4 separate regions of the Mus musculus genome follow, and regions 2, 3 and 4 are each linked to region 1. A link is a contact called in public Hi-C and HiChIP or PLAC-seq data. All regions are on one chromosome and are shown on one strand. The core of a region is the stretch at or near the end of the contact, and the rest is flanking DNA. Distances in the headings are between cores, read along the strand shown. Region 1 overlaps Mef2c (myocyte enhancer factor 2C). Region 2 has its middle 90 kb from the start of Gm33073. Region 3 has its middle 200 kb from the start of Mir3961. Region 4 has its middle 170 kb from the start of Gm33073.

Region 1 (2,997 bases), core at 194-2,693:
TGACCCATTTTTCCAGCCCCTCATGGTAGATTTGTAAATGAAAGAGTGACCTTTCAATGATGAGTGGAATACATTGATGTGTGTAAGTATTTATTGCCATTTAAAGTAAAAATAAGATTAAGGATCTATAGATTTTTCAATATATATTTAAATATTAAAGAATATGTAAATGCAGTGATAGAGTCATAAAATGTATGTACAGACCAGGTTTGTCCATGGTATGGATATGTTGGAGTCTGATTTCCCATTGGGTTTGATTTTTTAAATATAGAGTTGCTCTGTAAACAGGTGGTTATAATTTTAGGGAAAAAACCCATAAAATATATTAACAAAATGCAGCAGATATCTTCCTAAAGTTTGATTTAAAAGTTCCACTTTAAAGTTCTATCCCACAGCCTTGACAGAGGAGTCCCCACCCCCTAATTCTAAAACAGGATACTTTGGCTAAAGGGCTGGAAAATTGTTACATACTTGTGTAACATTCCTATAACCTAATGCTCTTCAACTTTTTCTCTCAGTTTAATCATTGGAGAGTGTTCTTGATTTCTATAGTCAATGCTTCACATAGTAACAGCTTGTTGTATTATGGTCTGTTAGCCAGAGGGTAGGTTTATTTTTAAAACCCTGAACTCTGAATTTTTCTTTATTTTTCCAAGATTGAAAGCAGCTGAAATGCCTGGAGATACAGGTTGAAGGCTGCTTCACAATATGTGGAGAGAGGCTTCCTTCCCTCCTCGTGTGTGTGTGTGTGTGTGTGTGTGTGTGTGTGTGTGTGTGTGTGTGTGTGTGTGTTTGTGTGCGCGCGTGTATGTGTGTGTGTGTGTGTGTGTCTGTATATGTGTGTGTGTGTGTTTAATTTTTTCCTAACAAATGTCTTCTAACTGGCAGTTGCCTAAAAATAGAAAACTGCTTAACTAAAAATAGCCTGGCTCTCAGTCGTGCCAAAGAAAATGGAGAGGAATAGGCGTGGAACAGAGGGCTGAGTAATCCAGTTCTATTCATTCAGAGAAACCTTTGAGAACACAGGCCATGATAAAGTGCCCTCCAGAAACCACAGGCTGGACTCTCTCTTCAGACTTCGAGGTGCCAGTAAACATTTTAGCCCCAGGATAGTTTTTTTCCCCTTCATAGATTGTAAACATTTTCTGAAAGACAAGGCTTTGTTTCACAGAACCTGACAAACTGCCATAAGTAACTTTTGTAAGGTCTTAAAATTTCATAATTGTAAGGCTTTCTTTTTTAAGAAAAAGGATTCTTAAATGAAAATGTTGGAAAATTATGTACATCATGTAATAATTAACAGGAAACTCTGTTATAATAAAAAAAAAAAGCCCTACTTACTGCTTGCAATTAAACTCAAAACTTTCAAGTTTCACAGAGAGATTACTTGTGTGACTCACTGTGGCTGCAGAGCAGCAGCTGACGCGTTGGCTTAAGGCCCTTGGTGGAAGGACAGGCTTGGCGGAATAGATCCCCTATTTAACCACTTTCTTAAAGCTGTCTACACCCAAGCAGGTTTTTTTTTTCCCTTTTAATTCTTAAAATGGAATAAAAACCATCTCAAAAAAAATCCTTTAGAAGATGGCTTTCTGTTTTTAAAACTGGCATTCTGAATAAGCCATTTTTTACACAGACACATAGACAGTTTTTGCTGTGGTGATTACACACACACACACACACACACACACACACACACATCGTTTTCTTTTGGTTAAGTAATCTAAATAATCAGGTCAAACATAGCAACAGGAGTGGAGATGTCAGCGCAGCTCAGGAGTTGCATGGGTCTGAGCATTGTTATTTTCAGTTCCTGTAATGCAGCTAAGGACTCCTGAGACAAAGGAAACTAATGGATGGAAAGAGACTTAAATCATTGCTAGAAGAATCAAGGTCCTTGTATCTGTGTACATTGACTCTTCTGGTCTCCTTCCGTCTTGTAAAGCATTTTGTCGGTTTCCCTGTTGGCCCCCTACCGCTCTTTGTAATGGATGCAGACCACAAGTGATTCCTTTATGCAGCACACAGGGTGTAATTGTGTCTGTGTGGTGTATTAGTAATTACCAAGCTGAATTCCCATATTGTATCTTTACTGCAGGCATGGAAAAATAGGACACACAATCCTGCATAACCATTTCCAACCTAGATAGTGAGCCACTCAGAGCTGTGTTCTAGGGACAAAGCTGTTGACGTGTATACTTTAAAACAAAATTGTCATTATTCACTCAACTTTGGCAATGGTTATCTTCGATATTATAGTATCTTTTTCACTATAAAACAGTCTTTGCAATGCAAAATATTGTCTTTTTAATTGTTGACATAAAAAATTTAATATTGTTAGATAGCATATATTCACTATGCTAGCATACAGAAAGAACTGTTTCTGAGTTTCTACATACAATAGGTTATATGACATTCATAAACATCTCAAAGTATAATTATGTTAGAGTCATTTTGCCCTTAAACAGTCATATTTTCATATATAATTTATCAACCTTAACTCAAGCATTGTTAAACCAGAAAGAGCTGACAACAAATTTTTGTTACAGTAAACAGATACAAATTAATAATTAATTTCTTCGCTATAAAATTTGCATCCATCCTTTATGTATTATGTAGTTGCTATCGATTTGACTACCTCCTAATCTGTAGGGACTTGAAACAACTTCAGGACTATTTATCTATAATAGAAGTCAAAATAAAACAAGCAAGTTGGTTTAGACAAGATAAATTCCACTTTTGTGTGTATGTGCATATCAGATGCTTCTAATGACAATAAAGTACTGTTAACTACAGTAGTAAAGAAAGCAATAAGGCCATTTTGATTGAGGATAATAGCATTAAATTGGATATATTTTGTGGATTACTGATTCAATCAGGATGGTAGTTACATTTTATTATCAAATATAAAAGTGACCTTTTGGTCTTTATGTTTAAATTTTTATTTTTGACTGTAGATCTTTTTTATTCAAGCAATAATTATTAAATTACAACTACGTA
Region 2 (2,966 bases), core at 400-2,899, 570 kb before region 1:
ACACCAATTGCAGATAGTAATGCTATAAAAATCTGAAACATAATAACTTTTTAAAAAAATACTTTAATGAACATTGAATAAAGAAGATGGAAATAAGATAGTGGAAACAATGTCAAGCAACATGTGTGGGCTTAAAAACGAGTTCCAGATAAAATTAGGTAACAAATAGATTCAGCAGTAACATGAAGTTGGCTGATGGAAGAGATCATGTTAATCATAGTCTAGGTCTTTTTATATTTCATAGAAAAGTTAGTAAAATCCATGGGCATGTTGAATATGTTAATTATTTTAATGGTAAACTATATGTGAAATAATAAAAATGAATCTCACAACATTCAAATAGTTATTAAAATATAGAAAACTTTATTCACTTAACTGAAAGCAAGATAACATATAGAATGTTATATCTATATGTACAACCATTCATAAATTTCAATACCATGATAACTTGTAGAGTAAGTTAAGAGTATAGACATTTTAAAATAATCTACCAAAGTAGTTTCCTAAACATACATGTGGTAGCAAATGAAAAAAAATCAAATGGTAAGATGAATGTCCAGTCTTTAAAATGATATTCTTTGAAGGCAATGGGAGGAAGAGAATAGTACAGCAAGAAGAAAAATACAACTATATCTGTATGGCTGTATTTTTCCTATCCCATTTCCATAGTTTGAAATTTTAAACATAAATATGACGAAATGTTAAAAATTATTTGTCTGCCTCCCAGATATCTGATGGCTTCCTGGTTTAATTCAACTAGATGATAGATTGTGCCTGTGTGTAATCATTTACCACTCCCTTCTTTATAGAACTTTAGTATCCCTTGATTCAGTTTTTGTTTGTATGTGTGTGTGTGTTTGCTTGTTTGTTTCTATTTTAAGCCTTGCTGTTGTCTTTATTCAGATAGTAACTTTTTAAATTACAGTAGGAATAAATTGTTAAGGGAAAATCTACCTCTTAATCTGGACCTCTAAAACATCAACATCTTTAGTAAAGCTTGTTAATGTCTTCACTATATAATTTAATCATGAGCACCTACTAAGATGATTTCTTCTCCATCTCTGCTTCAGATCTCACCCAATATTGGTGATTTGCATTTTATAGGTCATGCTTAGCTTTGTATACTTGTTACAAACTAAATTTATCTGGGAAGATAAAACTTAATTGAGGAATTGATTATAATACATCGTCTGTGAAGAACCGCCTTAGCTCTTAATTTATACAGATCACTATGGGTTGCACTATTCCATAGGTAGTTGATCCTAAAGTGTACCAGAAACCTAGGTAGGTATGAGACAGTGAGTAATCCAGTAAGCAAGCCAACAAGTAACATCCCTCTATAATCCTGAATTGAGCTTCTGCTCTAACCTATGTCAATGAGAGACTAACAAGGAAGTGTAAGCCAAATAAGCATATTCATCAGAGTGTTTCTTTGAATAAAATGAAGCTAGGACATGACTTGGTACTGAGAGTGGTTTTGGTCCTGTAATAAACCTGATTGTGTGACTTTTATGCACACAATCTATACTATTTTATGGAAATACTTGCTACTCTAGAAAAGAATTATTGAATTCTGTAGGCAGTACTTAATTAGTCATTCTTATGATAGCTTAGAAGTCAGCCATTCAAAAAGGAAGTTGGACAGTAAAGGCACAGTTCATGCAACAGTAAAAGGAAGCAAACTATCTCTGGGAACTTACATCAGGATTTGGTCCTGTGATACAACAACTAAAAACCCTAGCTATATTCTGCCAGTGTCCTGCAAATACACAAGGAGCTGTGATTAAAACGAGTATAATGTGTTCTTTTGCAGAAATTTCAAGACAGCAAAATAGTGTGTCTATAATGTGGTTATTAGTTATTACTCTTATACAGATATAGAATGAAAATATAAAAACAAGGTGGCAGAAATAAATATTAAAGTCTAAAGTTTGAAGAGAAAAAAGAAGTAAGATGATTAATATAGCAATGAAGCTTTGTTTTTAAAAGAAAAGAAGCTGTAATTGTTAAAGAAATTGCTGTTCTTACAGAAAGGCATCCTGCTTTGCATGGAGAACACATAAAGATGTTCTGAGAACAAGACTCCACCCACTTAAGCTTCGAGTTTGTGAAAGAAGGGGGACGAGGGTGTTTCCAGCTCTTATAGTTATTTCCTAAGGGAGTTTATTCTCATCATGAAGAAGAGTTTTTCAACAGTGATCCACCTGGGGAAGGGGCACTTCTAGGTTGGCTGGCAAAAGTGCCAATGTCATTCATGTAGTACTGGTATTTGAAGCATGAAAGGTGCAAGATTGAAGGGATGATGATTTTTTTCCCCTTAATCAGGAAACAGGCCATAGAGCCTACAATTTCCCTACAATGAAACCCTAAGAAGCCATTTTGTGAAGCTGTGACAGTGGGGTCTAAGTTGTGGTAGGGTCAAAAAGCTGTGGAAGATTCCAGTGCTATTAAATATTCGCCAAGTAGACCTGCACACAAGGAATGGAAACAACTCAATACATATATGTATGTTGCAAGCAGAAACCCTGGGGGAGGGTCAATATCATCTAAGCCCCAAATACCAGACAGAGGGAACATGTGTTGATGATTTCTCTCCTGGATTTTGGACTTGTTTTGAGTCATGAGGCCATGCCAGTGCCTGGCAAATACAGAAGTGGATGCTCACAGTCATCTGTAGGATGGAACACAGGATCCCCAATGGAGAAGCTAGAGAAAGTACCCAAGGAGCTGAAGGGGTCTGCAACCCAATAAGTGGAATAACAATATGAACTAATCAGTACCCCCAGAGCTTGTGTCTCTAGCTGCATATGTAGGAGAAGATGGTCTCATCGGCCATCTCTGAGAAGAGAGGTCCCTTGGTATTGCAAACTTTATATGCCCCAGTACATGGGAACGCCAGGGCCAAGAAGTGGGAGTGGGTGGGTAGGGGAGCAGGGCAGGGGGAGGATATAGGGAACTTTTGGGAT
Region 3 (2,787 bases), core at 27-2,526, 710 kb before region 1:
CTGTTAGTAAAACCAGAACAATCACTAAGTAAACTGTATTCACCTTGCTTTATGTATACAGCTCCTTGATTCTAACAACAGGTGAAAAAATATTCTTGGTTCTTTCTCCCAAGACACAAAGAAGTCATATTAATAAATTAAGCTGATGGAAGTAAGTTAACCCTGGATATAGTTAATATTCAAATTAAAATGCCAATTTGGTAATTAATCTTTCAACAGTGGAAAAAAAAAAGGACAGGAGAAAATTCAGGACCTAGAAATATATTTGCTTGTTCTACATGCTCATTTTCAAGTGTGTCCAGTTCATAGCCCAGGTTGTATCTGAAGAGATGGATTTCCCCTTTCCCTTTTCTACTTTAGCACTGGTATTGTCTGAATCCCAGAGTGAGCAGCAATACATCATCTTCTTCAACATCTGCTAGAGCCTCCTCTCCTCCTAATCTGCCCAGATCCCCAAAGCCTTTCCCACCTGCTCTAGCGCCAAACGCTCATTATAGCACACAGCTATGCCCTTCAGTGCCTGCATTCCCCATCCTCAAGGTTAAGGCAGAACAATGACTATTATTAAGTCAGGCCTTAGGAATATGAAAGCAAACTGGGCAAGAAGAGGGGGATGGGGAGTGGAAGCACTGGGTAGGATGCCAGAAGAGCTGGCAGGAAAGAACTGCTAAAAAACTGTGGCCAATTTTCCAGTAGAAACATGAGTCACTGAACAAAGATGCCCTAGAAATAAATAGCTTCCCTGTTCATTGCCTAGTCCAAATGAGGACCACACCCTTCAGTGGTTTTGTGTCAAGGTACTTACTGGTATGGCTTTGAACAGCTAGTGGTGAAAGCAAGGTTAAAAATAGCCAGTTTGAAAAGCCTGGCAAATCAAGACGTTGTGTTTACTGCTTGGCCAAATGTAAAGTGTAAGCAATTGGATGCTGTCCTGCCTTCCATTTTTCTCCTCAAATCACCAACCTGCTTCTTTGGCTTGCATCATCAGACCAACTACCAATGGAAAACTGAGTCAGGATAGATTTGACTTCTTAGGAAACAGGGGGATTCATAATTCATCTGAAACTATAGATTCATCCTAAAATTTCATGATACATTTTTTTTAATTGAAGACGTGTAATCAAGGGTAAGAGAAGAGATGAGAGGATATTTATTTTAGATGCCCTGCTTGGGAAGTTTATACACTTCTTGGCTTCTGCCAACTAGGTGTAATTTCCTCTTCATTTTGTAGATGTTTTAGAAGTTAAGTATCATTTCCTCATGAACACTCATAGGAAAATTCTTGCAGAAGTTCATGCATGTGACTCCCTCAGAGAGAATCAGACAGTGCTTTCTGAACTGACTGCTCCAGAGTGGTCCAGAGCAGACCACTGAGCAATGTCCCAACACTATCAAATCCCTCCCTGGGTTCTTTATCTCCTGGAGAAAATACAAAGCCACAGGTTTCCCAAAGGCCCCCTACTAAGACTCTACTTGCTTTCATCACTCAGGTTACCAAGGAAACGTGTCACTACAGCCAAAGAGTGCAACAGTCTGAGCAAGTGACAGGCCACTAAATCCACTTACTTCTCTCCCAAAGATGCTAAAGGGACGGCATGTGGTTTCATTAATGAAGCCAGCAATGTTTAAACTACCAGAGCTAGAGCTGGAGCTGGTTGGTGCGGTGTTAATGACAGCATACCTGTACTCTCACATACCTGTACTGTCACACACCTGTACTGTCACATACCTGTACTGTCACATACCTGTTCCGTCATGTTACACTTACAAGACTGCTGTATTTGCCTTTCCTTTTCTAAAATTCCACTTTTGAAAATTATATCTGATTTTGTAGAGACAGGTTTTCCTTCTCAATTTTTAAACGAAAAATAAAAACAGACATGTTAAAGAGTCCTGATTCTCACCTGGATTGATAAGGTTGTTTTGGATAAGACAGGAATATAGCCATAGTTTTAGCTGGATGATGAACATTCGAGGAGCAGAATTTTAAATCTGTCCATCTTTCCAAGGCATTCTGCATGTGATCACATATGCATTAGCCTACCTCCCTGCTTCTTGGCTGTCTTATTTTTGAGACTGGGATGTAGCACAGAGTATTACGATAAAACATTATGTAGACATAGATTTGAAGATATATAAGAAAACTGGTAAAAGCATGTTTCCATTGAGGTGAATCTCATGAAGCCAAGTGGTGCCACAGTATGGGGATCCCCACCTGCTTGCTTGCTTCCTGATTATTCACCTGTGACACTGGATGAGTCTAATTTTCTTTCTGCTATTTTGATTGGGTTATATTTCATCTTATAAAAGGGGGAGGGTGGCAATCATTGTTTAGCTTCATAAGAAGGTTAATATAGAAATGAATGACAGATTTCAGAATTGTTTAATACATAATAGGATGCCATTAATTTGTTGAGGGCCATCTACTGGTATAAAAATTAATTAATAAAACCCAGTAGCAGATTGGCTACCCACCTCAATGGTTTGGGTTCCCAAATGAAAGAAACACACGCGCGCGCGCGCACACACACACACACACACACACACACACACACACACAGCCTTTATATTTTAATATGCCTTAAGTAGCTCAATAGCTAGGCTATTGCCTAATATCCACTCCCCCCTCCGACAATTCTGAACTACTACTTAGTAAATCCCATGCTGTATCTTGGCTGCTCTAGACCCAGCAGACTGCCCAATTGGGGTGAGCTCTGGGCCGTGCTCTCCAGGTACATGGCAGCCAATTTTTAATCTATTTTATGCCACATAATTTATACTTACATT
Region 4 (2,866 bases), core at 319-2,818, 650 kb before region 1:
AGACCCTCATTACTGATCCCATGCATGCTACCATACAGTCTCTGGGAGTTCATATGTCTGCCATCCTTATGTTTAGAAGGCCTTTAATCCTTGGTGTCCTTTATTTTCTTTGGCTCTTACACTCTTTCTGCCTCCTCCAAAGTACAGACAGATTCAAGAACGCAACTATAACATTTTGTTGAGATCACAGATAGTTTATATGGTATGTTTCACAGATCCATTCCGTTAGACAAGAGAGATGAGGAGGCAGGGAGAAAAAAAATATTAGCTTGTTTCTGACATCTCTGCTACAATTTATCTATGGATGTTAAGGTTGTTGGACTACAGTCATTGCCTTGAATTGGTTTACAGTAGAGTGATCTGTTTTAAGAATATGTCTCATGATGTAACCATTAGCGGTATCTTAAGAAATCCAAAATGTTGCTAAGACACTATTAAAGAAAACACTGATAAATTATCTTAAATAAAAGAGGACCTGTCTAAAAGGAAAATACCATGCATGCCTCAGATTTCTTTGAGTAAAAATCAGACCAAGGATGTTAACTAGGACAGGGATGCCTTGTGAACTCACTGTTGATACAGATGCCAATGCTTTCATACTATACTCCACATACTACCGTAGTCAGTGCTCTATACTCTAAGGAACCTATAGCCCCACGTTGCTACTGAAGCCTTCAAAAAGCTTGGGTTTTCAAGCCCTTGAGATTACTTGTATATATAAGTGATCAATATACATGGTTACCAAAACTTTATTTAAGCCAAGTTCAGAGTATGACAAGGGTTACTAAGAGAAGTCCATTGTTAGTGTGTATAGGAGAGTATTGACCATGGATATTGTGGATACAACTGGACTTATGGCAACTTGTACAGTAATAAAATGGGCTCTGACCTTCTCATGATCATGATCTTTATGATCTTCATATGGGAAATACTGAACCACCTGTCAGCATGTCTTGAAAGTTGTAAAAACTCGATAATTGTTTGTTGAATACATTATTTGATGGGTTTCCAATTTCTGTGTGCGGCATTGTTAGGGAAGAATCCCTTGATTTTCTTTTGTTCTAGGGTAACAATTTTAGTGTCTTATTTACTATCAAAATCTGTGGCATGCAAAGATGTTTACACATAAAACCACCCTGACAGTTTTACATAGAGTAACTGTAAATGCATAAAATATTATTAGATTTTTTAAAGAGGAGAGAATCTTATAATAGTTCACATGTAGCAATGATTTTTGAATAGTTTACCGCAGTAACAAGGGCAAACAACTTCATCTCAAAAGTTCACACAGTTTATTTAAGATAGTTGGTAGCTCTGACATTTTCTCATAATTTTATAAACAGTATTGTTTACAACCAGCAGCATATGACCTGACTGAGGTAAAAGAGAACAAAGTAGAAAGAGAAAGGGGAGCTAATGCAGAATAAAGCTGAAAAATACAGACTAGAGAAAGGTCCTTTATGTCGCTGAGATAAATTGTCACACCCGTTTATGTTCTACATCATGGGCTTTTAACACGTTCACAACTTGCATGTGTCATATGGGCATGAGCTGTTCCTCATCCACCCACGCAGACTTCCTTCCTAATAGCAAGTTGTTTCAAAATATCTTGTCAGCAAGCCTGGGCTGCTGCTGGAATACACTTGATTCTGAAACCCTTTGTACTTTGTGAAGGAAAGAAATACTCCGTTTCACTCCCAGCATCAGAACATAAATAAGCATCATGTGTCATTTCAGCAATTATGCGTATTTGACTTAAAGCTATGTAAAACACAAAAGCTATTTTTCCTGATATTTAAAATTTAAATGCTGTATACATATAAAATATTTTATAAAATACAATAACTATGCTTTTGGTTTTCTGGATTTTATTAAAGAACCTTTTCCTTTAATTTTTTTTGTTCTAGTTAAGCAAATCTTTTAAAATTGTTATACATTTAACATATCTTAGAGAGAAATCTCAGTGTAGTCGATGTGTAACCGCTCAGCACACAGGTTAAGAGATTAAGTAAAGATAAATTAACCACACCCAACCTCAGAATTTTTCATTTTTTTCAAAAAGAATGATAATAAATCCTAATAAAGATGTTTGAGAAGACTTGTGTTAAACATTGCTTAGACCTCAGTGAACCTTATAACTCTAAAACTTCTGGTATGGAGCGAACATCCCTCTTTGGTCTGATCTTGTTGCTTGACTCCAATAATTTGTTCAGAAACATGAACATACAAAATAAAACCCTAGAAACAGAGGTCTGACGGTTGCCCATGTCTCACAGTTGCTGCACCTGAACAGGAGCTCTAGTACAGGAATATCAACTAGCTAGAAACGACAGTCACATCTATGCTGCTTCCTGAGTGTGTCCGGTTCACTATGGGCTGGTAACCAAGTATATGAACCTTCTTGTCATGTGTGGCAAATATTGCTTCACTGAAGAAATGCAATTACCTCTTGACATTACAATATTCTCAGCCTTTGTTCTGCAATAATACCTGAGCATGGGGTAAGAGGTGTTATATAGATGTCCCATGGGAACTGAGCATTTCACAGACTGTATTATCTGCATGTTGACCAGTGGGGCTCTCTAAATTAATTGGCATCTACTGTAAAAAGAAGCTTCTATAATAAATGTTGAGAGATTAACTAATTTTCGGGTGCAAAGATGAAAGCAGAGAAATGTTTGTTACAATTTTATTTAGAAAATTAATAGCATCAGGTTCTCCCTAAGAGCTTACGACCTAGCCATCCAACAGTTTTGTCCAAATCAATGGGACTAGGCATGAGTTCCACTAGAGTTACTTGATGTCAAATGACTTTTTGTCTTCTGTGGAATGAGATGCACACTACATTTTTTTAAATGAGATAGTT

What was found. A called contact is a pair of places that touch in the nucleus more often than the background predicts. HiChIP or PLAC-seq counts read pairs in DNA pulled down with a chosen protein or histone mark.
Region 2: a contact with region 1 is called in an H3K4me3 HiChIP or PLAC-seq map of bone marrow-derived macrophages, with 4 times the contacts expected there. The contact joins two enhancer-like sites.
Region 3: a contact with region 1 is called in a Hi-C map of myocytes, with 3 times the contacts expected there. The contact joins two enhancer-like sites. A contact is called at or near these places in 1 of 484 Hi-C or Micro-C datasets (myocytes) and 2 of 115 datasets of contacts at active chromatin or transcription factors (the 230-238 cell line and large pre-B cells).
Region 4: an H3K4me3 HiChIP or PLAC-seq map of bone marrow-derived macrophages shows a contact between it and region 1, with 8 times the contacts expected there. The contact joins two enhancer-like sites. A contact is called at or near these places in 1 of 484 Hi-C or Micro-C datasets (bone marrow-derived macrophages), 2 of 115 datasets of contacts at active chromatin or transcription factors (bone marrow-derived macrophages and large pre-B cells) and 1 of 9 other capture datasets (bone marrow-derived macrophages).

Annotation. Positions count from the first base shown.
Region 1 is chr13:83,603,083-83,606,079 of GRCm38.p6, forward strand. All of the region lies in intron 3 of Mef2c (myocyte enhancer factor 2C), which reads left to right. Gm52043 (a long non-coding RNA gene) reads right to left here. Exons shown (of 3, transcript XR_003950628.1): 1 at 1-2,997. Among named protein-coding and RNA genes, the nearest start is that of Gm52043, 21 kb to the right of the region's middle. Within about 2 kb of position 1,444, at least 154 of the 459 cell types and tissues checked have an H3K27ac peak or open chromatin away from gene starts, as enhancers often do. A contact at or near this core is called in bone marrow-derived macrophages and myocytes, where this site is marked.
Region 2 is chr13:83,028,717-83,031,682 of GRCm38.p6, forward strand. No RefSeq gene overlaps it. Among named protein-coding and RNA genes, the nearest start is that of Gm33073, 90 kb to the right of the region's middle. Within about 2 kb of position 1,650, at least 1 of the 459 cell types and tissues checked has an H3K27ac peak or open chromatin away from gene starts, as enhancers often do. A contact at or near this core is called in bone marrow-derived macrophages, where this site is marked.
Region 3 is chr13:82,892,340-82,895,126 of GRCm38.p6, forward strand. No RefSeq gene overlaps it. Among named protein-coding and RNA genes, the nearest start is that of Mir3961, 200 kb to the left of the region's middle. Within about 2 kb of position 1,277, at least 40 of the 459 cell types and tissues checked have an H3K27ac peak or open chromatin away from gene starts, as enhancers often do. A contact at or near this core is called in myocytes, where this site is marked.
Region 4 is chr13:82,948,188-82,951,053 of GRCm38.p6, forward strand. No RefSeq gene overlaps it. Among named protein-coding and RNA genes, the nearest start is that of Gm33073, 170 kb to the right of the region's middle. Within about 2 kb of position 1,569, at least 28 of the 459 cell types and tissues checked have an H3K27ac peak or open chromatin away from gene starts, as enhancers often do. A contact at or near this core is called in bone marrow-derived macrophages, where this site is marked.